2 separate regions of the Manis pentadactyla genome follow, and region 1 is linked to region 2. A link is a contact called in public Hi-C data. All regions are on one chromosome and are shown on one strand. Each heading gives the region's core, a stretch centred on a gene start, on an enhancer-like site or on the middle of the called end of the contact. The rest is flanking DNA. Distances are from core to core; before and after follow the strand shown. Region 1 holds the start of LOC130683272. Region 2 holds the start of GPATCH8 (G-patch domain containing 8).

The links. A called contact is a pair of places that touch in the nucleus more often than the background predicts.
Region 1: a Hi-C map of skin fibroblasts shows a contact between it and region 2, with 4 times the contacts expected there. The contact joins the promoter of LOC130683272 here to the promoter of GPATCH8 in region 2. A contact is called at or near these places in 2 of 3 Hi-C or Micro-C datasets (fibroblasts and skin fibroblasts).

What each region holds. Positions count from the first base shown.
Region 1 is chr4:172,671,675-172,677,360 of mManPen7.hap1, reverse strand. LOC130683272 reads left to right here and starts at 1,572. Exons shown (of 3, transcript XM_057499531.1): 1 at 1,572-1,648; 2 at 2,063-2,493; 3 at 3,075-4,343. The coding sequence starts at 1,572. The coding sequence ends at 3,571. It overlaps UBTF (upstream binding transcription factor), which reads right to left and starts at 2,209. Exons shown (of 21, transcript XM_036883158.2): 1 at 2,074-2,209.
Region 2 is chr4:172,435,767-172,441,431 of mManPen7.hap1, reverse strand. It overlaps GPATCH8 (G-patch domain containing 8), which reads right to left and starts at 3,594. Exons shown (of 8, transcript XM_036883117.2): 1 at 2,940-3,594. The coding sequence starts at 2,984.

The sequences.
Region 1 (5,686 bases), core at 323-2,822, 240 kb before region 2:
CCCCGCCGGCGCCCCCGCCCCGGCCTCCGGGGAGCCGAGCCAAGGAAAGGGCGGGAGGACGGCGGCCGGGAGGCGGGGGCGCAGCGCTCACCGGCCCCGATGCCCCCTCCGGCGGCCGGCGAGAACTGCGCCTGGCGGCTCGGAGAAGCGCGGGCTCCTCCGCCCGCGGCCGGGGCTCGGCTCGGGCCTCGCTTCCTGCCCTCCCCTCCCCCGGCTCTCGGCGTCCTCTCCAGTGTCCTGGTTCTCCCTGGCCCAGTCCCCTGCTGGGAGATCGCCCTGGGGCCCCTCCGGGCGTCCACCGCATTCGCGGGTCGCTCCCCGCCGCCCGACCCCGGCGCGCGTCCTCAGCTGCCTCGGTTACCCGGAGCAGAGCGGCCTCCACGCTTCCCGCTCCAGCGGCTCCCTCCCCAGCTCTGAGCGGCGGCGCCCTCCCCCGTTCGGCCGGGCACAGCCGCAGCTCCCTCCCGCGGCGGCAGCGGCTCCTCCTCCGGGCGCGGCGGCGGCGGCGCTGGGCGGCGGCTGCTGCTGCTGTGGCGGCGGTGGCTGCTGCTTGCTGCTCCTCGCGGCGAAAAGCACAAAGCACAGCGCCCTCCGCCTGCAGGCAGCCCGCCCGCCGCCCGCCCGCCGGCCCCGGCCTCAGCTCGCACACCCCCTGCCGCCGCCGCAGCCTCCGCCGCCGGAGCGGGGAGGAGGAGGGAGAAGGGAGGAGGAGGAGCGGGAGGGGGGGCAGGAGAAGCGGGGCAGCGAACGCGTCCTTCCCCGTAGAGCGCACACCGACCCCCGGGGAGCGAGCGCCAGCCCGCCCGCCTCGCCGGCTCCGCTCCCTCCCACAGCCTGCCCGGGCGGGCTCCGCGGGGGGCAGCTGGGAGGAGGGGCGGGAGCTTGGGGGGACCCGGGCGGCCGAGGCGGAGGAAAGGAAGGAGGGGAGGGGGTGGTGGTAGTGGCGGCAGCGGCGGCTGCTGCTGCTGCCGCCGCCGGGGAAGGGGGGGCCGGGGCAGGGAGACACGCAGCCGCCCGGATGGCGGCGGGGCTCGGAGCCGAGGCGGGCGGGCGCCGAGAGCGACCTCGCCAGACCCGCGGGGGAACTAGCAGGCTTCGCCGGCGCGGGAGGGAGGGCGCGAGGCGCGGCCGCAGAGAGGGTGCCGGGAGGGCCCCCAGGCGGCCAGGGAGGCTTGGGGTGCCTGCAGCCTTGCTATGGAGCTCTCCCCGACGTCCTCCCAGCTCGGATTCGGGCTTCCATTGCAACCCTTTCCCGCCTCCCAAGCGGGCGGTCCGCGCCCACCCTCGTCCCCGGACCGTGGCCACCAGCTTGGGGCGCACGCCCGCCGATAGCGGCGCCAGGCTTCTTCGCCTACCTCGCGGTTCCCTCGCAGCCGAACAGCACACACACGAAACTTAAAAAAAAAAAATTACCTCTACAAAATACTCTCCCTGCTAATTAAAAAAAAAAAAAATTCCCTTCGCGCCTTACACCCAGGAAACGGCGAGGCGACGACGGGTTCCGGCGTTGAAGGCTCTTTGGGAGCCGGTTCAATCCAGCCCGGCATGGCTCCCCGGGCCTGCCCGGGCGCATGGAGATCGGCGCCGCCGCCACTCGCAGCAACCCCTCTCCCCCGAAATCGGCCGCGTCGGGGCTCACTTACCGAGCGTGTAAGAGAGCGCGGGCCAGGGATACCTAGGGTTGCGGCGGGCCGAAGAGCCGAGCCGCAGCCGACGCCGGGGCAGCGAGTCGCCAGACAAAGCCCGAGATGGCGAAGCGGAGCGACGGCTAATGGCGAGCCCCACGCGCCGCGCTCCGCCCGCCCCGCTCCGCCCGCCCGCCCGCCCGCCTCGGCGCAGCGCAGCGCCGCTCCGAGCGCTCGCCCGTCAGAGCCTCCTCGGCGCCGCCGCCTCCCGGGCCACCCTGGCCTCGCCTGGCCCCTCCGCCTCCTCCGGGCGGCTCAGCCTCACCCCTCCCCTCCCTCCGTGTTGGGGGCTGCACGAAAATAAAAAGAGAAAAATGCTTTTTTTTTTTTTTTTTTTTGCAGGGCGGCGTGTTGAGACTTTAGGGTCTTGCCCCCAGCTCGCACTCACCTGCGGAGCCTCCGGGATGGCTGGGGGTGGGGGCGCGCGGGGCTGGAGCCGGCGAGCGCGGGTTGAAAGCTAGCCAAGCTCTGCAGCGCCCGACCCGGGCGTATACGCCGCCGCCAGTCCCCGCAGAGAAGTCGTCCTCCTACCCCCGCCTCCATCGCTCTGCGTTTCTCTTCCAATCAGCCGGTCGCTTGGCGGCTCCTCCATTCTCCGGCCAAGCCCGCTGCGTAGAGCGAGCTCCACTCTTCCATCTGCTTGCCCGGCTTCTCGCTACCCTGCCGGGGCCGGCGAGGCGATGTGAGGCCGGAGGGGGATTTGCGAGGGAACCTGCCTCCTTTCCCGCTCCCATTGCTCCCCTCGTGCTGCTGCCTCCTGCCTCCTGCTTCTCTCCTGCGTCTTTCCAACTCTCCCCTGTCGCCACTGGTGTGTCTGAGTGTGTGCGCGTTTTTTTTTTTTTATTGCTCTTTGCTTTTGCAACCCTGAAGCCGGGGAGGGGGGCCGGGGGGGAGTTACCAAAAAAAGCGAGAAAGAGCTTTTAGATTTGCAACACACTGAAAAACCGGGGGAGCACCTCGCCGCGTCCTATCTTAGTGCCCCGCGAGGGCCTTCCGGGTTTCAGAGCGAGCTTCTCGTTCTCAGTGACCCTCACCTCCTCCGGGTTTAGGATCCGAGGAGTTCGGGCACAAAGTTCTCCCCCAGGGCCGTAGCAAGGGGTGTCAGGGTGGGAGTTGGGGAGATTTCTCGAGAAGCAGCAGTTATCCTTCCCACCCCGGCCTTGGTGGCTGGGCCAGGGTGGGGGTGGAGAGCAAAATCCCTGTGGGTTTGAGCGACGGAGCTTCCGGAGCGAAGTCGGAGTCAAGCGACCGCGCTTGGCGCATCTCCCCCTCGGTCTCTGCCTCCTGTCCCCTGCCAGCTCCCCCTTTAATTTTTTTTTTTCTCTCTCTCCTTTAATCTAATTTCTTCCAACTCCACCTTTGTTGTTACCGGCGTCACGCCTGGGCCAGCCAATCCCCGCCACGCAGTCAGCTTGTCAAAAAGGCTCGGCCAGCCCTGGGAAAGCAGGCCGCGGGCGCTGCCCCCCCGGCGGCGACGGCGGCGGGGATCCGCGAGGGGAGCCTGGCACCCGGCCTTGCCGCCGGAGCAGCAGCCGGGCAACCTCCGCGTTCCACCATCCTGCGGACCGGAGGTTGAAAGACCTGGGAGGGGACCCCCATCCACCCTCCGACGGCTGTGTTTCTGCCTCCGCTCCTCAAAGGAAGAATTATCGGGACGCAGGGAGCCAGAAGACTTAAGACCGCCTGCTTCCAACAGCCGAGCCTACTGTTTGGGCCATCGCTCCGGAGGCAGCGCCATTGCTCCCGGCTTCCAGGGCTTCCAGGCTGCCAGTCTCCCGCACCGACACGGCTACTGCCCACATCTCGGCCAGTCGGCCACAGTCCCTTCAGACCCTCCTCTGGCACACAGCCTTCTCCATCACACAACGGCCTTGCTGTTGCTGTAATTCCTCTTGTCTCCTAGGAGAAATGACATTCCGTTCCCAGGACTTCCACAGTCCACATCTGCCACGTTTCACAAACGGAGGAAAACCCTGTCAAGATCTGGTGTGTCCGGATTTTTTAGTGGGCAGGAGAGGCCGCCTTTAGTAGGAGAGGCTATTTACCTTAACGCTAATGAATCTTAAGCTTCACGACCCCTCATTTGCAGGGCTTGTGCAAAGCCCTGTACTTATTTTTGATTCATCTTTTGGTATTATTTTTGTTAAAGAGAGCTCCCCCCCTTCTTTTTACAAGTTTTGACCCCACAAATCCCGCTCTGTCTTTGGAATGTACACAACATTTTGTGTAGGATCAAGCCATCTCACACCGTACGTGAATCGAGCAGAGACTGACTTTCTTGTTTTAATTGGTGAAGAGTAAAGGGTTTGGAGTCAGAAGTCCCAGCTCCAGTTCTCACCTTTCACCACCTTCATAATAGCAGCGTGTGAGTTTGATCAAGTCACAACTTTACCTGATCTCAGTTTCTTTGTCTATAAAATTAGAATAGCAGTTCTTTCCTCTGCTTTCCTCCCCAGCAGTTGGAAAGTAAAACTGTAGGATACCCCACAGTGTCACTTGCTGCAGTTACAGTGGGAGAATCTTAGGTCCCAAGAAATTTCTAAGTCTTTCACACACAGATTTGGAGTCCAGGTGTTGAGGCTCCTGGCTCTGAACTTCTTGGCTGTGCCATAGCACCTTTTGGTAAAGTGCTTTGGAATAAAATAGGGTGAACATGAATCATAAGAATGATTATTATTGATTTTTCATTTCTTGGGCAACAAAAATCATGGCTGGCACTCTTCCCACTTGGAAACCAACTGGCTTATTTTACATCTACTGTGTCCCTGGTGAGGTCAGGAGTCTAGGACTTGGGCTATGGGCCAGAGATGAGAGAATCTGCAGAGATGAGAGAATCTGCCCTTGGTCCTTTTTCTTTAAGCCCCTTCTCCCTGTTCATCTCGTATCTCCCAGTTGTCTTTCCTCCATCTTGAAGCAGAGCCTTAGCATTCCACAGCCCCAGCCCAGGCTGGTGACAAGGCATAATCCTAGCTACTTTCAGCTTGTCCCCGGTCCTTCCCTGGATTGTCGGTATCCCAGGACTAGTTCACATAAAACCCCTAGTGTACCTGGAACACATTAACCACAGTGTAGTACTTGAATTCCTAGTATATATGGAGTAATTTAAAATGGTATACAGATGAACATACTATTTCAATTATATAAAATGCATATATATATTTAATGTGTATTGGAAATGTTCTGTTTTTAAGTTTTTCTTGAAGAGTTGACAAAGACTTTTTCTCTTTTAAGCTACTGTCCCTTATTTATTTATTTATTTATTTATTTATTTATTCTTACTGAGGTGTAACTTACAGGTAATAAAGTGCATACATCTTAAGTGTACGGTTTGATGATTTTTACATATATATACACAGTATACATATTGCATATATATACCATGTAACCGTGTAACCCACCCAGATCAAGATATTGACTATTTCTAGCATCTAGCAAGCTCAGGCAAAGTCAATTTTCTCCTCCAAATGTCATTGGTATTTGAGCTTTATTGCCATTGAAATAGCCTGTTTAGCCTGTTTTTGGAATTCATATACATGGTGTCGTGTCGTACACTATATACTCTTACAAATGGTCTTTTTCATGCAACATTATGTCTGAGATTAATTTATGATGTTGCATGTAATAGTGGTTTATTCCCTTTTGTTGCTATGTAGTATTACATTGTAGAAATACACCACAATTTATGCTTCTACTTCTAAGGGCATTTGGGTTGTTTTCAATTTTTGACTATTATGAATAAAGCTGCTTCAGACATTTCATGCATATCTTTTGGGGAATATATTCATTCCTCCTGAGTATATTTCTAGGAGTGAAATTCCTGCATTATTACATGTAAATGTATTGAACATTAACAGATATTGCCAAATGGTATATGGCCAGTATTTTTAGATTTTGGCCATTCTGAGATCTCATTATTTTAATTTGCAGTTCCTTAATGGCATATAACGTTGAATATCTTTTTATATGCTTAGCTGCCATCTGTATATCTTTTTTGGTGAGCT
Region 2 (5,665 bases), core at 2,345-4,844:
TTTGACACAATGTAACTAATGACGGTCAGAAACCTCCCCAGAAGCCCTTGGAAGATGAACCCAAAACAAATCTGAACAGAACAGAGTAAAAACTGTAACTGTCGCACCTCTCTAAAAACTCATTAATTCTTTGTGACCTGTAAGTTTATCCTCCATATTTGATAACTGAACTACAGTTATATAAAAACACATAATTGCAAGCAGAGATAATGGTCAGGAGCACAGCTTCAAGAGTCAAAGTACCAGAGTCTGAATCCAGGCTCTGCCAGTTACAAACTGTGTGTACTTGGCCAAGTTATTTAAAACTCTGTGCCTCAGCTGACTCTTTCGAAAATGGGAGTAACAGTACCTACTCATAGGGTTATTGTGAAGATTATGAGATAATACACATAAAGCCTGCAGAATAGTACCTGTTTATTATTATAATGAAGTTATCAAAAAATTTTTAATGTACACCCCTGATAATGATCACTCTATATTCGGAAGTGCTTCGAGTGGCATAATACAGTTAAACTCCTCACTGTATCATACAAAACACATCTGAACGGTTAGGTGTTCACCAATCTAACAGTGTACCCAATTCTGACTCAGTTTGAGACAGTATTAAAACTCCAAAATTTGAACTTAATGGTAAATTGCCAAAGAATAAAATTCTACAATTCTAAATTATCTTGCCAAATAAAAGGCAAAGAAAATGATAGTCATCTAGAACTTACCAGAGAAGATTGCCCCCCCAAAATTTCAGTGCTATAAGAAGATCTGTTTTAAAGCAACAGAATTTATGCACTGTGTTTGGAAACCTACTTAGGGTTTGTTTTCAAGTGTACTCAGTGACTTCACCTCATTTGTCACTTAAAACCTTAAAAGGAGGCCACATTTAATTTTTAATAACCTGACCTTAAAAAATGTTTCAGATACACTACACACAGAAGCATCCTATTACTTCTCCCCAATAACTTTAAATCAAAGGACACTGATAAAAATCAATTTGTATTTTCCCTTTATTAAAACATCCAGAAAAGACCTACTCGAGTATTTTTAAATGAATGGTGTTTAGAACTATTAGTACAATAATTTACAAAAGCTTTAAACATACTGTCTGAAAGTCTGTCATTCCCAATACCCTACTGACACATAGTATTAGGACAACTGAATTTAAAAAGCCAACATTTTCCTGGCTGGCCCAATGCAGCAGGAGTTGGTTATTACAACACATATGCATTATCTTCAAAGGAATACCCAGTAACTTGAAGCAAGTTTTACATAAACCCAACTAAAGCATTGGAAAAGTCATCTTATTTGAAAAGGTAGACTTTCTCAATTTTTTAAAGTAACAGCATTTATACTCTGCTACCCAGTTTTCAAAATCTTTCAAGACCCTGCAAATCCTGTTTAAGCCTGCTAAAATTCCATGGGTGACAGCCATTTTCCCTCAAAACTTAATTGTCCAGATTACCTATTTTCAATTTTATTAGGTCACCTTGAAATTCTCTCTTCCACAAAGCACTTAAGGGTTTTAGTTATAAACATGTCTCTAAAAAGTAACCAATAAAGCCCACACATTTTGCAGCCTACTCATGTTTTAAAATGCTCGCTAAAAAACCACCTTTATCGGGGACCAAATACCTAAAATGAACTGCTTCAAATTTCCCTGGACCTGCATTATATCCTTATACACCTTGAGATCCTGTATTGTGCTGCAGCTATACAGCAGGCGCACGATCACAAGGTTTTCAACAGCCCCCAGATCCCTTACTGCTGCAAAACTTCTAATAAACCTTCCATGCAGTAGACCGTTAACAGTGCTGGTTTAACTGCTTTACCTGTTTATTTACCAACCCAATCATCTCAGGGAATTCAAACTGCCTTCTGAAACTTATCTAGATTATTCCTGTGTTCTTTTGAGGAAGATGTGCACCTGGAAAAAACTTTTGAGTTTTAGTGTTCATTCTCTGGTCCAAATTCCTGTTGCCAGGATATGCGGTAGTAATGCAGTGGTTTCTTTGAGACTCTAAGATTGTATTTTACCCTAGCAATAGCCAACCTCTACTAAATCCCTTTTTAGTGGCCGAGATTGCTGCGGATTATAATGCTCAACAGGAAGGTTTTTTAAACATCCGAAAGACGAGTTATTCGAATTCAGGTCTTAATTTTTTCCTAAATAATACTTGTCATCACAAGGACATGTTTCCATACATTTGCAACTTAAGAAAGAAAAAAATCAAGCTTTTGGCACTATTTATCACAGCTTGAAAAGTCCATCACCATCACGCTTTTTCCACATCTCCTTTCGAAGTAGGATTTGAGACAAAGCTTACATCAACCATAGTCCTGTAACATGCTTTCCAAGGCCAACTGACGGCCTAGTAACAGCAACATTTACACCCGGGGAAATCTTTACAGTTGACTAATCAAGAAGGCGTCTGATAACCAAAGCACCCTTTTCTCGAGGAAATGTAAGAAGCAACAACTAAAGGGATTTATTACAGTGAGGAAAGAAGGACTCTCCAAGCAGGGCCATGGAGCAAAATTCAGGGGTTCAGAAGCCCTGGTCTCAGCAACACTGCCCCCAAGGCCTCCCCACCCAGCCCTCTATCCCCCCGGGAGCCAGCCCTGCGCCTCCATAGGCCCGGCAGACCCGAGGGGAGCACCTCCCCCACCCCACGCAGCGGCCAGGCTCGAGTTCCGAAACCTGAAGCCCAAACAGGCCAAAGCTGCAAACGCGGCAGCCTGAGTTTAAAAGGTATGAAAATACAGGGTGAGAGGAGATGCGGCCTCGCCTCAAGCTGGGAGGCCCCCTGAGGAATCCAAGGCGGGAGAAGAGCGAGCCGGTTGATAAGCCGGAACAGTCTGGAAGAAAAGAGAGCTGGGAGCGGGGGATGAGGAGGTTCCTGCTCGGCCAGCGCCTTCTCCGGATCCTCGGCGACGCCCCTGTTTACCTGAAAGTCTCGGTCCTCGTTGAAGCGGGAGAAGCGATCCGCCATTTTGCCTCCCTCACTCCTCTCAGGACGACGCTCTCCGGTTAGCTCCTTCCCTCCCGCGACACCCACCCCTCGCTCCCCTCCTCTGTTCCCCGCCTCCTCCCACGCCCACTCGGTGCGCACAGGCCGGGAAAGGAGGAAGCGAGAATGCGCGTCCAGAACGGAGCCCAGCGGACGCAGGCGCCTTTCGGCCCTGGAGGCGGGACCTTCCTCCACGCCCCGCCCTCCTCTCGCAGCCTAGTGCGACCCCGGCGGCCGCGCGTGCGCGCTAGTGCTGGACAGCTGCGAGCGCTTCCGGAGAGAAAGGTGACGCGGGGCGCAGTGCGTGTGTGTATGGATGTGTTCCACCTGCTCTCTTCCCGGAATGCATTATCTTTTTTTGCCCTCTTGCTTCCCCCACTGTATGCGAAACCCTTCCTTTGTTTTATTCACCAAATGGCAGCATTATGTAGTGGCCAAAAGCGAGGATTTTGAAGCCAGACTGCTCAGTTTCGAATCCCGGTTTGCTTTGAATGTTAAACCGTGAACGAAACGGAAAAAGGCCTTTCTCTCAAAGGGTTTACATTCCACTGTGGTAAATCAGATAAATAATAAAACAATTGAGTAATTTTAAATATTAATGAGTGCTACAAAAAATAAAACGGTGCAGTGATGAGAGGGACTTCTGAAATGACCTTTGACCCGAGGAACAGAAGCGGCCTGCAACCTTGGGGCAGGGGAAACATTAGACGCAAAGGCCCAATGACTGCTAAGAACTTGGCATTTTCAAGCGATCATTTTAGAAAAGTATTTCTCAAGAGACCAAAGTTTCAAATCAATTCAAGTTCTCTGGGCTTCGGTTTCCATTTTATAAAGTAAGGAAATTGAGTTTGGTAATCTACTGCCCCTATCACTGACTTTGTATGGGTTATGAATCAGGTTTTTCCACCTTATGACGTTCCTGAAGGACCCCACCCAGCCATCCAATTCCCTTAGCCAAAACACATAAAACACACAGGAGTAGCAGAACTTCCCTACTTTTGAAAAGAGTAGTTGACAGAAATCACGCAATGAAAAAATGACCCTTACTTCACCCTGAGAGTCAAACGGAATGTAATTTTTTGGAGGAAGGGTGTGTATCTCCTATTCCTATGTTACCTTCTGCAGTCCAAGGAGAATACAGTTCTAAGCAGTGAAACGAGCTCCCTAACTAGGGAGAGGCAAAACACACAATGTAAACATTGTAAAGAGACTTGAGGATACATGTGGCAGATTGAATCACATGGATACCCATGACACATTTACCTCTTTTCCCTCTCCCAATGCCACTAAAATGACAGTAAAAGAATCAGAAGGACATAAACTTACATGGACAAAGAGACCTGAAGAAGGGACAACAGATGTCAACAAAATTTTGGAAGGTAAAGAGCATAGATAAATGGAAATGAACTAGTAGAATGGAGAAAGCAAAGTCCTGGAGTGAGGAAGCCAGGAAACATGTTGAATTAATGCAGAGGAGTATCAGAAAGACTCAGGAATTGGAATCACCAGGTATCACTGAAGGTGAGAGTGTGGATGTAACCGGAAACAGGAATAGTTACAAGGCAGTTTAGAGAGAAGTAACTCTTAATCCCTTTCCCACCCAATAAGGAAACTGGAGAATTCTCTTGGATATGCTGGAGAGACTTTGACATATCTGGCTCAGCTAAAGGAGATAACAGGCTGCAAATGGCAAGGTTTGGTAAAAGCCAACATTCTGGTCAGATAATTATTCTCCCAGCAAAAGACTACAGGATCTCTCTCTAGGAAACTGATCCCTCTCTGGTTTAGTAGGAAAAATCCTACACGTCCAAAAACAGGAGTAGAGAGTGAGGCCTCCCCAACATAAAGGTCATTCTCCTGTCCAGATACTCCACAGAGAAGTCCATCATTCAGGAAACCCCATCCACAGAGTTTCCACTCAGCTCTCATCCATAGTTGGATAGAAGGAAACCTGTAACAAAGAAAGAGACATCCCCATCCAAAAAACAAAAACGGAAAGGAATTCAGAGGAACTAGAGATAACAAAAGTAGCAAAAGAAACCATAAGACAATTACAGTCAATATCTATGGAGATAGAAGATCACATCAGGGAACAAGGGACCACATCAGGGAGCAAAGAATGCCGAAAAAGAAAATTCAAAATTAAGAAATAACTTTTGGAAATTAAACAAATAAAATTAAAAAGAAATTAAACAGAAATAAAAAATTCAATTGAAGAGTTAGAAAATAAAGTCACAGAAATCTCCTAGAAAACAGAGTATAAAGACACCCTGGTCTCCTTAATTATTGCAGTAACTTCTAAGTGTTCTGCTACCACCCTGACCCCTTACAGTCTTCAAAGAAGCTATGGTGATCCTGTTAAAAGGTCAGTCAGATCACGTCAGTCCTCCGCTCCAACCCTCCAGGGGCTTTCCCTGTTATTCATAGTAAAGTCCACCTACTACTGAGACAGGGACCATGGGCTTAGACAGAGTAGGGTGAGGGCCTCTGGAAAAAGCAAGGCAAGATATTTACAGTCAAAGCAATGTAACAATGTAAAGTCCCTATCGAAACTCTGTGTTCAGCATTATGCAAAGGCAAGGTCACACTAATTCTATAGGGTAAAGATACCAGACTAGGAATATAGACATATTCATTGAGATCAGCTAAAGGTCAAAAGGCCA